Regions from separate parts of the Ovis aries genome. Here regions 1 and 3 are each linked to region 2. Evidence: chromatin contacts called from public Hi-C data. All regions are on one chromosome and are shown on one strand. Each heading gives the region's core, a stretch centred on a gene start, on an enhancer-like site or on the middle of the called end of the contact. The rest is flanking DNA. Distances are from core to core; before and after follow the strand shown. Region 1 has its middle 180 kb from the start of LPP. Region 2 holds the start of BCL6 (BCL6 transcription repressor). Region 3 has its middle 140 kb from the start of BCL6.

Evidence for each region. A called contact is a pair of places that touch in the nucleus more often than the background predicts.
Region 1: a contact with region 2 is called in a Hi-C map of liver, with 11 times the contacts expected there. The contact joins the enhancer-like site here to the promoter of BCL6 in region 2. A contact is called at or near these places in 3 of 16 Hi-C or Micro-C datasets (liver, mixed tissues and muscle).
Region 3: a contact with region 2 is called in a Hi-C map of liver, with 4 times the contacts expected there. The contact joins the enhancer-like site here to the promoter of BCL6 in region 2. A contact is called at or near these places in 2 of 16 Hi-C or Micro-C datasets (blood and liver).

What each region holds. Positions count from the first base shown.
Region 1 is chr1:200,169,864-200,172,563 of ARS-UI_Ramb_v3.0, reverse strand. No RefSeq gene overlaps it. Among named protein-coding and RNA genes, the nearest start is that of LPP, 180 kb to the right of the region's middle. Within about 2 kb of position 1,368, at least 4 of the 54 cell types and tissues checked have an H3K27ac peak or open chromatin away from gene starts, as enhancers often do. A contact at or near this core is called in liver, where this site is marked.
Region 2 is chr1:200,383,535-200,386,234 of ARS-UI_Ramb_v3.0, reverse strand. It overlaps BCL6 (BCL6 transcription repressor), which reads right to left and starts at 1,274. Exons shown (of 10, transcript XM_042233309.1): 1 at 1-1,274. LOC105602706 (a long non-coding RNA gene) reads left to right here and starts at 1,623. Exons shown (of 3, transcript XR_001021447.5): 1 at 1,623-1,885.
Region 3 is chr1:200,244,722-200,247,421 of ARS-UI_Ramb_v3.0, reverse strand. No RefSeq gene overlaps it. Among named protein-coding and RNA genes, the nearest start is that of BCL6, 140 kb to the left of the region's middle. Within about 2 kb of position 1,446, at least 11 of the 54 cell types and tissues checked have an H3K27ac peak or open chromatin away from gene starts, as enhancers often do. A contact at or near this core is called in liver, where this site is marked.

The sequences.
Region 1 (2,700 bases), core at 119-2,618, 210 kb after region 2:
TTTAAACAGGTAATAGAGGCTTGAGGTGTTTCACATATTTCATTTGGATACCCAAATGAGTTGTCTTGTTTCCTAATACAGGGTTATAGGTTCCTGGAGTGCAGGGATCATCTCTTATGTTTCTTTTGTAATCCCCCTGGTGCCTAGCACATCGTTGGATACAGAGTAGTAGCAATAATCCTTCACTCTCACAGAAGCCTTTAGGGTTGAAACAGCACCTCCATGTGTCATTCAAATGATTCCTGAAACAAATAGCAAGGTCCACAAGGCAGACAATGAGTAGCATCCTATAAGTGAGGAAACTGAGGTCCAGCAAGCTGCACATCCCATGGAGATTCTAACTCAATGCTCTCCCAATTATAATTATTAGGAGAGTAGACAAATGAACAGATCTTGCAGTTCAAATATTTGTAGGTAGCCAAAGGGAAGTGACCTTGTGTTTCACCACTGCCTGTTCTGTTGATGTAGGCTGACCTCCAAAACAGGCTAAAGAATCCACTTTGTATGGGTAGACTCCGTTTGAGAGACAGATGGCCCCTGCCCCTCTGACTTCATCTGGTAATAAGAAGAGATTCCATGGAGAAGCCCGAGTGCTTTGGAATGTGTTTGTGTGGGAGCCTAGATGGAAATCAGCAACCTCAGGGCAAACCTCTGAACCTGCCCATCCTGAGTCTTCTAGGACTCTGACCAAGGCAGGTAGAAGCGGCCAGTCTGGAAGCGGCCTTAGGCACCAAACAGTCCTCAGTGGCCTTCATCTCGTTAATTGTTAAATTCACCCTCTCACATTTAAAGATATTTTAAAAGCCTTTGGAAATGTGTTCCTGTTCCTACAGAAATTACCTCTGAATTTTCTAGTGAAAAGTCTGCCAGCTTTGTTCAGCCAAGTTTCTTTTCCCCCACTCTCTTCTTTGACCATGAAATCAGCTTTTGTGCCAGCGCTCAGATCTAGCAGGTGTTTGACGCATCATGTGCTGTGATAAGAGTTGGTTACAGAAGTTCATTCAAGCTAATCACCATAGCTTTTAAGGCATCATTGCCACTGATCATAAAACTGTCCTTGAAAACCAGAAGCCCAAGATATTCAGCCAGAATGTATTCTTTTCTTTCTACTTTTATGTTCTCTGTGTCCTCTCCACATCTAGTGTAATAGAGAGAGGAGTAGGAGAAGTCAGGGGATGGGGACTTGAATCCTGATTCTGCCCCAAGCCAGCCATGTGACCCTGGTGAAGTCATTTCTCAGTTCTGAGCCTTGTGGCTCTTTTTCACAATGGAGAGGTGAGAGTGGAAGATTGCCAAGTTCTCTATAAGTCCTGATATGTCCTGAAGAGAAGACGAAGACATGCTTGCCTTTCCTCACCCAGAATGTACTTTGCATAAGTGAATTTACTTCCTTTTTTCACTGGTTTGTTCCTCTAGTCAGGGGTGAGGGGAGCGATGCTGCCCACGTGAGCCTGGAGAGGGAGGGGGACTATGTGAGTGTATGGGTGGGGAGGGGCTATGCTGGTAAGTGAAGGAGCTGCTCCTGCTGCTGCTGCTGCTGCTGAGTCGCTTCAGTCATGTCCGACTCTGTGCCACCCCAGAGACGGCAGCCCACCAGGCTCCCCCGTCCCTGGGGTTCTCCAGGCAAGAACACTGGAGTGGGTTGCCATTTCCTTCTCCAATGCATGAAAGTGAAAGTGAAAAGTGAAAGTGTAGTCCCTCAGTCGTGTCCAACTCTTAGCGACCCTGTGGACTGCAGCCCACCAGGCTCCTCCACCCTTGGGATTTTCCAGGCAAGAATACTGGAGTGGAAACACCACTAATTACTTCAACTACATAACACTTATTTCTGTGAGGATATTAAAGGACCTTCCGGGTATTTAGAGTATGAACACCTACAGGAGAATGATGAAGAAATTTTCAGTTCCATAATTGTTCCTGAAAAGGCATTCAGAAATTCTAATTCTGCAAATTAGATTACTTTAGCGGGGAAAAAAGGTGAGAAAAAATTTTCATATCAAGAAGAAAAAAATATCCCCTTGCTATTCTTTGCCCTCAAAACTTTAAAACAGCCCATGGAGAATCAGACTGTAGGTCTTTTTACGCATTAGAGTTTGTACCCAAAAAGTTTGCATATATTTTATCACTTGATCTTTGAAACAATCCTCTGAAAGGAGGCCTTTGTCATTGTCTTCATTTCACAGGTGAGGAAACTAAAGCTCTAACAGGTTTAGCAACTTGTTAGTGTACGCAAATCATAGGTGGCCAAGTTGAGAGTGAACCTGTTGGTCTGGAACTCTCGGTGCTAGGTACTCTTCCACAATATCCCAAGAGGAGTTCTTATTGACCTCAAACAAAGAGGTGAATGGGCTCCCCTGGTGGTTCAGCTGGTAAAGAATCTGCCTGCAATACAAGAGACCAGGATTTGAGCCCTGGGTCGGGAAGATCCCCTGGAGAAGGGAAAGGCTACCCACTCCAGTATTTTTACCTGAAAAAAAAAAGGCTGTGGACAATAGTCCATGGGCTTCCCAGGTTGCACTAGTGGTAAAGAACCCGCCTGCCAGTGCAGGAGACATGAGACGTAGGTTCGATTTGAGACACAGATCAGGAAGATCCCCTGGAGGAGGGCATGGCAACCCACTTGGTATTTTTGTCTGGAGAATCCCACGGACTGAGCAGCCTGGCGGGCTACAGTCCATGGGCTCGCAAAGAATAGGACAT
Region 2 (2,700 bases), core at 25-2,524:
CACCGAGTCACGCAGCGCCCAAAATACAAACACCACGACCGCCAGAAATCCCGCCACCTTCCCGCTTGGCTGGGCCGTTCTGCGAAGGTTCCCGGAGTCCCCGCACTCTGAACAGCACCGCAGGTGCAAACGCGCACCCCTTTCCCACCCCCACCCCCAAATCCCCATCCCGCCACAAGCCTCTCTCCCCAGGACCGGGAGAGGGAGCGCGCGGGGGTTCCCGACTCCCTAGACTGCAACCAAGAAAGAATGATTTCCAAACTATTCAACATCCCCGCCCCCAGGCAAGCTAAACCTCCCCCAAAACGCAGGGGAAGGGGACACCAAAACGCTCGGATCTCGTTAGGAAGATCGCGGCTCAGAAAGGAACACTTCATCTGGGTTTATGAAGGGGAAAAAAAATAAATATCCACTAGGAGTTCGCTTGCATTTCTCCTCCAAAATCTCGGCTCGGAGGTGGGGAATCGAGAGGACCGAGGCCGGTGGAAGGGAGCCAGCGGGGCGAGCGAAAGGGCAGTCTCCCTCCTCGCCTCCCGGAGTGACCAAGAAGGACGGGAGAGGGGAAGGAAGGAGAGGCGAGGGAAAGGAGAGGGAAGGAAGGAAGGCGAGGCTGGAGCGAGGGAGCAAGGAAGGCAGTTTGCAAGCGAGAAAAGAGGGAAAAAAAAACACAGCCGCACGAATCCAGCGAGATCACAAGCCGTACGCAAGCAGCAGCAGAAAGAGCGAGAGCGCGAGCGCGCGTCCTCTCCGCCGTCTGGGGCCAGACAGCCCCCAGACTTGCCCGAATCACCCCCCAAGCACTGTCTCGTCCTTTCTGCTCCGGCCGCCCCCTAATTCCCCTCCTTCCTCTCCTCCACCTCCTCTTCAAAAACCAAAACAACACAAGGGAGGGTGGCAAAAGCCTCCCCAAACCGGCCAATTCACTCAAAGACAACAAGAATAAAATAATAAAAATATAAAAATCTACATCCTAGAGTGGGAGAGACGTGGGACTAATCTTCGGCATTTATTTTAACACCTGACAGCTACAATAAATAAATATATACATTTACATCAATAGATACACATAGGAAACTTGGAGCCAAAGCATTTGGCAAGAGCAGAAAAAAAGAATTAAAAGGTAAAATAATGATCATGAGCAGCGGCGGCGGCAGCGGCACCAGCGGCAACAGCGGCGGCGGCAGCAGCAGCGGCGGCAGCAACAGCAATAATCACCTGGTGTCCGGCCTTTCCTAGAAACTTCTTGCATCACCACTTCTAAGAACCCCAGTTCTAAGAATCAACAGAGCTCAATTCTCGGAATTTGAGCTGGGGACTTTACCACTGCTACGTAGCAGGGGAGGACTCGGTGTCAGCTCTCCACGACTTATGCCTCCTCCGGGCCATAAAAAGCCCTCCAAGCCAAAATATTTTCCCGCTGTCCCGCAGATTTTGGGGTCCTCACGGGCTGAACGTCTCGGGTTTGGAGATTTCGGCGCGAGGGTCGAGGGGCCGGACGGTGGCTCTCCCTCCCCGGCCCCCGGTCGGTGGTACAGCCTGCTCCGCCACCGTCACGTGGGCGCCCCTCTGTGACGTCGGCGTCTTCGCTGTAGCAAAGCTCGGCCTCTGGAATTCTGAGAACTAATTTGCTATTCGGTGACATAAGAGGGGGAGTGCGCTTTGCTTCCCCGGGGTCTGGGGCTCATTTCTCCTCTCTTCCCCATAAACTCAGCTCCTCCGAGCTCAAAACACAAAAGGAAGCGAGAGGTTCGAACCTTTGGGAAAAGTCTGTTATATATAGTAGGTTTCGGGGCGAGTAAGGGAAAAAAAAAAAAAAAAAACACCACAGCTCTTTCCAGCTAGAATATTAGGCACCACGAGAAAAATATTTGCCAAGCAGTTTTCGGTGGGTTCATTTGCTTTATTTTTATTTGGGACAGTTTGGGATTTTTTTTTTTTTCCTTGGTGTGGTGGTTTGGGATTTGGGGTGGTTGTATTATGATGGTTTGCGGATTTTTGCTTCTGATTTTTGCCTTTTGCAACTTTGTGATGTTACGTAAATCGTAGGATCCCGCATCGGTTGGATTTTGTTTTGTTTTACCCCTATGAAATGTCTCAAACGATTTAAGGAAGACGTGTTATTTTAATACTGATAGTGTTGAAAGAAGCTTGAGTTTTTTGTCATATGTAACAATTCCGACCCCCACTTTTTTCAGGGGGGCGGGGAAGGGTGTTCAATTTTCCTTTTTCCCTTGGACTTTTACTGAGAGGACGCTCTCCTGCGCTAGAAAGACATGTTCAAAGGATTTGTTTTGGTTTGTTTCTTTCCAGGACAGCAAGTGGTGGGTTTACTCTGTTATTGTTGACTCTTAGGAAAATTCTTGCTGCAAGAAACGTGTGTGTATGTGTATGTGTACGCGTACGCGTGTGTTCTACAAAATTCTGTGAGCCAAATACATGTTTGTGTTCTGCTTTTTCTTTAGGTCTTGGTTCCCCCCGCTCTCTCCCAGCTCGTTTCAAGGTCGTTGTTAAAAATCTCTCCTGTCTGTGTTTAAAGAGACCAGCCGGAGGGAATTCTAAAGGCCTGCGGTGCCAGTATCACAGATACTGCGTGGATTTAGAACAGACTGTGCTACAACTACAACGCGGTTCACGCAGCACAGTCCTCTTAGTTTTAGAGCTGAGTTAGGAGGAGGAGGAAAAGGGGGGAAATCTTTCTTT
Region 3 (2,700 bases), core at 197-2,696, 140 kb after region 2:
TTGACAGGAGAGGGAAAAGAAGCTTACAGAGTTTCAGTAGCTTGCCTAAGGTGACACTGTGCATTGGTGGTGAGCAGTGACCCAAGTCCGGGTCATCATTCTACCTACTGCCCCACATGGCTAGAGCCATCCCTTTCAAGCAGCCCTGTGGCCCCATGGCAAATTGTGAAACTGCTGTCCCAAGGCTCTTGCAATCACCCTCTTCTCTATTCCCTTGGGATGCTGGCAGCACACAGAGGGCTGTGGGAGAGGGCTCTGAGCAGTCTCTACCCTGGAAGTGGAGCAAGGATCAAATGGCTCTTTCTTCCTTCTTTTTGGTAAAATGAAACCAAAACCAACTCCATAACTTAGAGGGCAGAGAGGCTGGTTGTAGAGGGCCCCTCAGCCTGAATTTACGTGGACTCCCAACCTTGTGGAGTGTGAAGGCCCTTCTCCTGGGAGCAGGTGGATGTCCTGCCCAAGTCTCTGCAGAATGAAACCAGATGAAGGGTGAGATTCAAAGCAAGATGGTTGACCCAGGAGAAGCAACACTGGGTCAAGGTGCAGGCAGACTCCTTCCAGCATGGCTCTGAGAGACTTACTTCCTGAGTCACTTCACATTCCATCAAAAATGGGGAAGAAGGTATGCCGAAGGAAACAGAATTATGCTTTAAACCTGATATTACCTTTGAACCCTATGACTGCTCTTGGGGACAGACACAGAAAGCATTCTCCTCGCCTATTTCCTTTGTAGTACAGTAGGAAAGCTAATTTTTTTTCCAAGTAACTGAAGTGGACCAGCCTTGAATTTCAGACATTATTATTAGTCATTATTTATATATTAGACATTATTATAAGACCTAAGTTTCATATAACTTAGGTCTTCCATTTCCTCCCCAAGAGGAAACCACATGGCTTCACTAACCCTCCGACTAGGGGAACTCTTTTATTTTTTAAATTTAATTTTTATTTTTTTAACACCAGAAACATTCTGTATTGGGGTATAGCCAATTAGCAATGTTGTTTGTGATAGTTTCAGGTGAACAGTGAAGGGACTCAGCCACACATATACATGTGTCCATTCTCCCCCAAACCTCCCTCCCACACCAGGCTGGCGCATAACATTGAGCAGAGTTCCATGTGCTCTACAATAGGGGGAACTCTTTTTTATAATCCTGCTTTGGATGTGACTTGCCCAGAATTACAAGAATGGCAGCAGCAGAGGCAAAAATTACCGACAGATTGCCCGACTCCTAGTTCCCACTGCCCGTTGCTGGAAGTGCATAATGGAAGTAAGAAAGGAAGCAGGTCTCCAGAGAGACAGACTGACTATTCCTAAGCCTTTATAAAAATAAGCTTCAGATAATCAGAAGTTCGAGGTCAGAGGATAACTTAAGGCCATCACAAGTTGGCCAGATTGAACTCCAGTTCTCCAGAGAATTCTGGCCTTTTGGCAGCCAGATACAGAGCTGAACGCCAAGCCAGCCTGTGTTTAGGCGCAGCTCCAGCCTCCAGCTCCCCGAGCCCAGGCTCCTTGTGCGTCTCGGAGTTTAGCAGCAAACAGGATCCATTCCTGAACATACGCTTTTAATCAGAGACACTGGGACCTGGAGGGGACCTCAGGCATGATTTAATCCCTCTCACTTTGCAGATGTAGAAATCGAAGCCCAGATTGGGGGACAGGACATAGAATGCTTACACAAGGTCACTTGGCAATTTAGGAAACAACACAGCAGGGTGGAAAAGGGCGGTTTTGGGGGTGGCAATCTGGTTCCACATCCCAGTTCTGCCAATTATCAGCCAGGAGATCCGAGGTAAGTCGCTTAACCTCCCTGAATACCAGTGTGCTAATCTGTAAAACTGGAGGAGGGGGGCAAAATCTCATTGCCTGAATGGTGAGATTTTTGATAGTTAAATGAGATGAAAAATACCAAAGTGATTTGTAAACAGGAAGTCATTATTCATACTTCAATGTTCGGATTAAATGATAATAAAAACACACAGCCTAATAACAAGAGTGCACTCTTCTGAATGCTGTCTGCATGCCAAGTTGTTTCATATACTTTGCTTCTTTTAACTCCTGAAACCCAAGAACTCTCACCAGTAACCATTTGCTTGAGGCAGGGTTTAAACCAGGTCATTTACATAGCAGGATTTCAACAGTCTCTCGCACAGTACCCTCAGTCCTGCGAAATCTGGGCCTGGGCTTCCATTCTCAAGCCACATTTGGCTCCCCGCTTATCCCACCTCTATTCTAGGGAATGGGAAACTCTTGGCTGTTGAGGGCAGGACACTTTCCTCATGTCTGCTAGCTCCAGGAGATATTATGGTACTCTGCACAAGGTGAAATAGTCGAAAATAAATAAACTAATAGAATTAATTAAATCAAGAGTGACTTAATAGATGCATTAATGTTTCTTTTTTAACAATAGTTTTATTGAGGGCTAATTGGATGGGAAAGGGTCTTTGATTTCTATCCAGAATCCATCAACTTCCCGGTAAGCCAGAGGCAAGAAAAAGATGTTCCCAGATAATTAAATCATATAGAAAACCTGAGTTTGCCAAGGCTTTCACACAAGAAATTGAGTGTGCATAGACATAGAACAGCCTTGTGGTTGCCCAGGGGAGAGGAGGATAGAGAGGGATGAACTGGGAGTTTCAGGTTGCTGGATTGGTAGATGCAAACTGGGCTTCCCAGGTAACTCAGTGGTAAAAGAATCC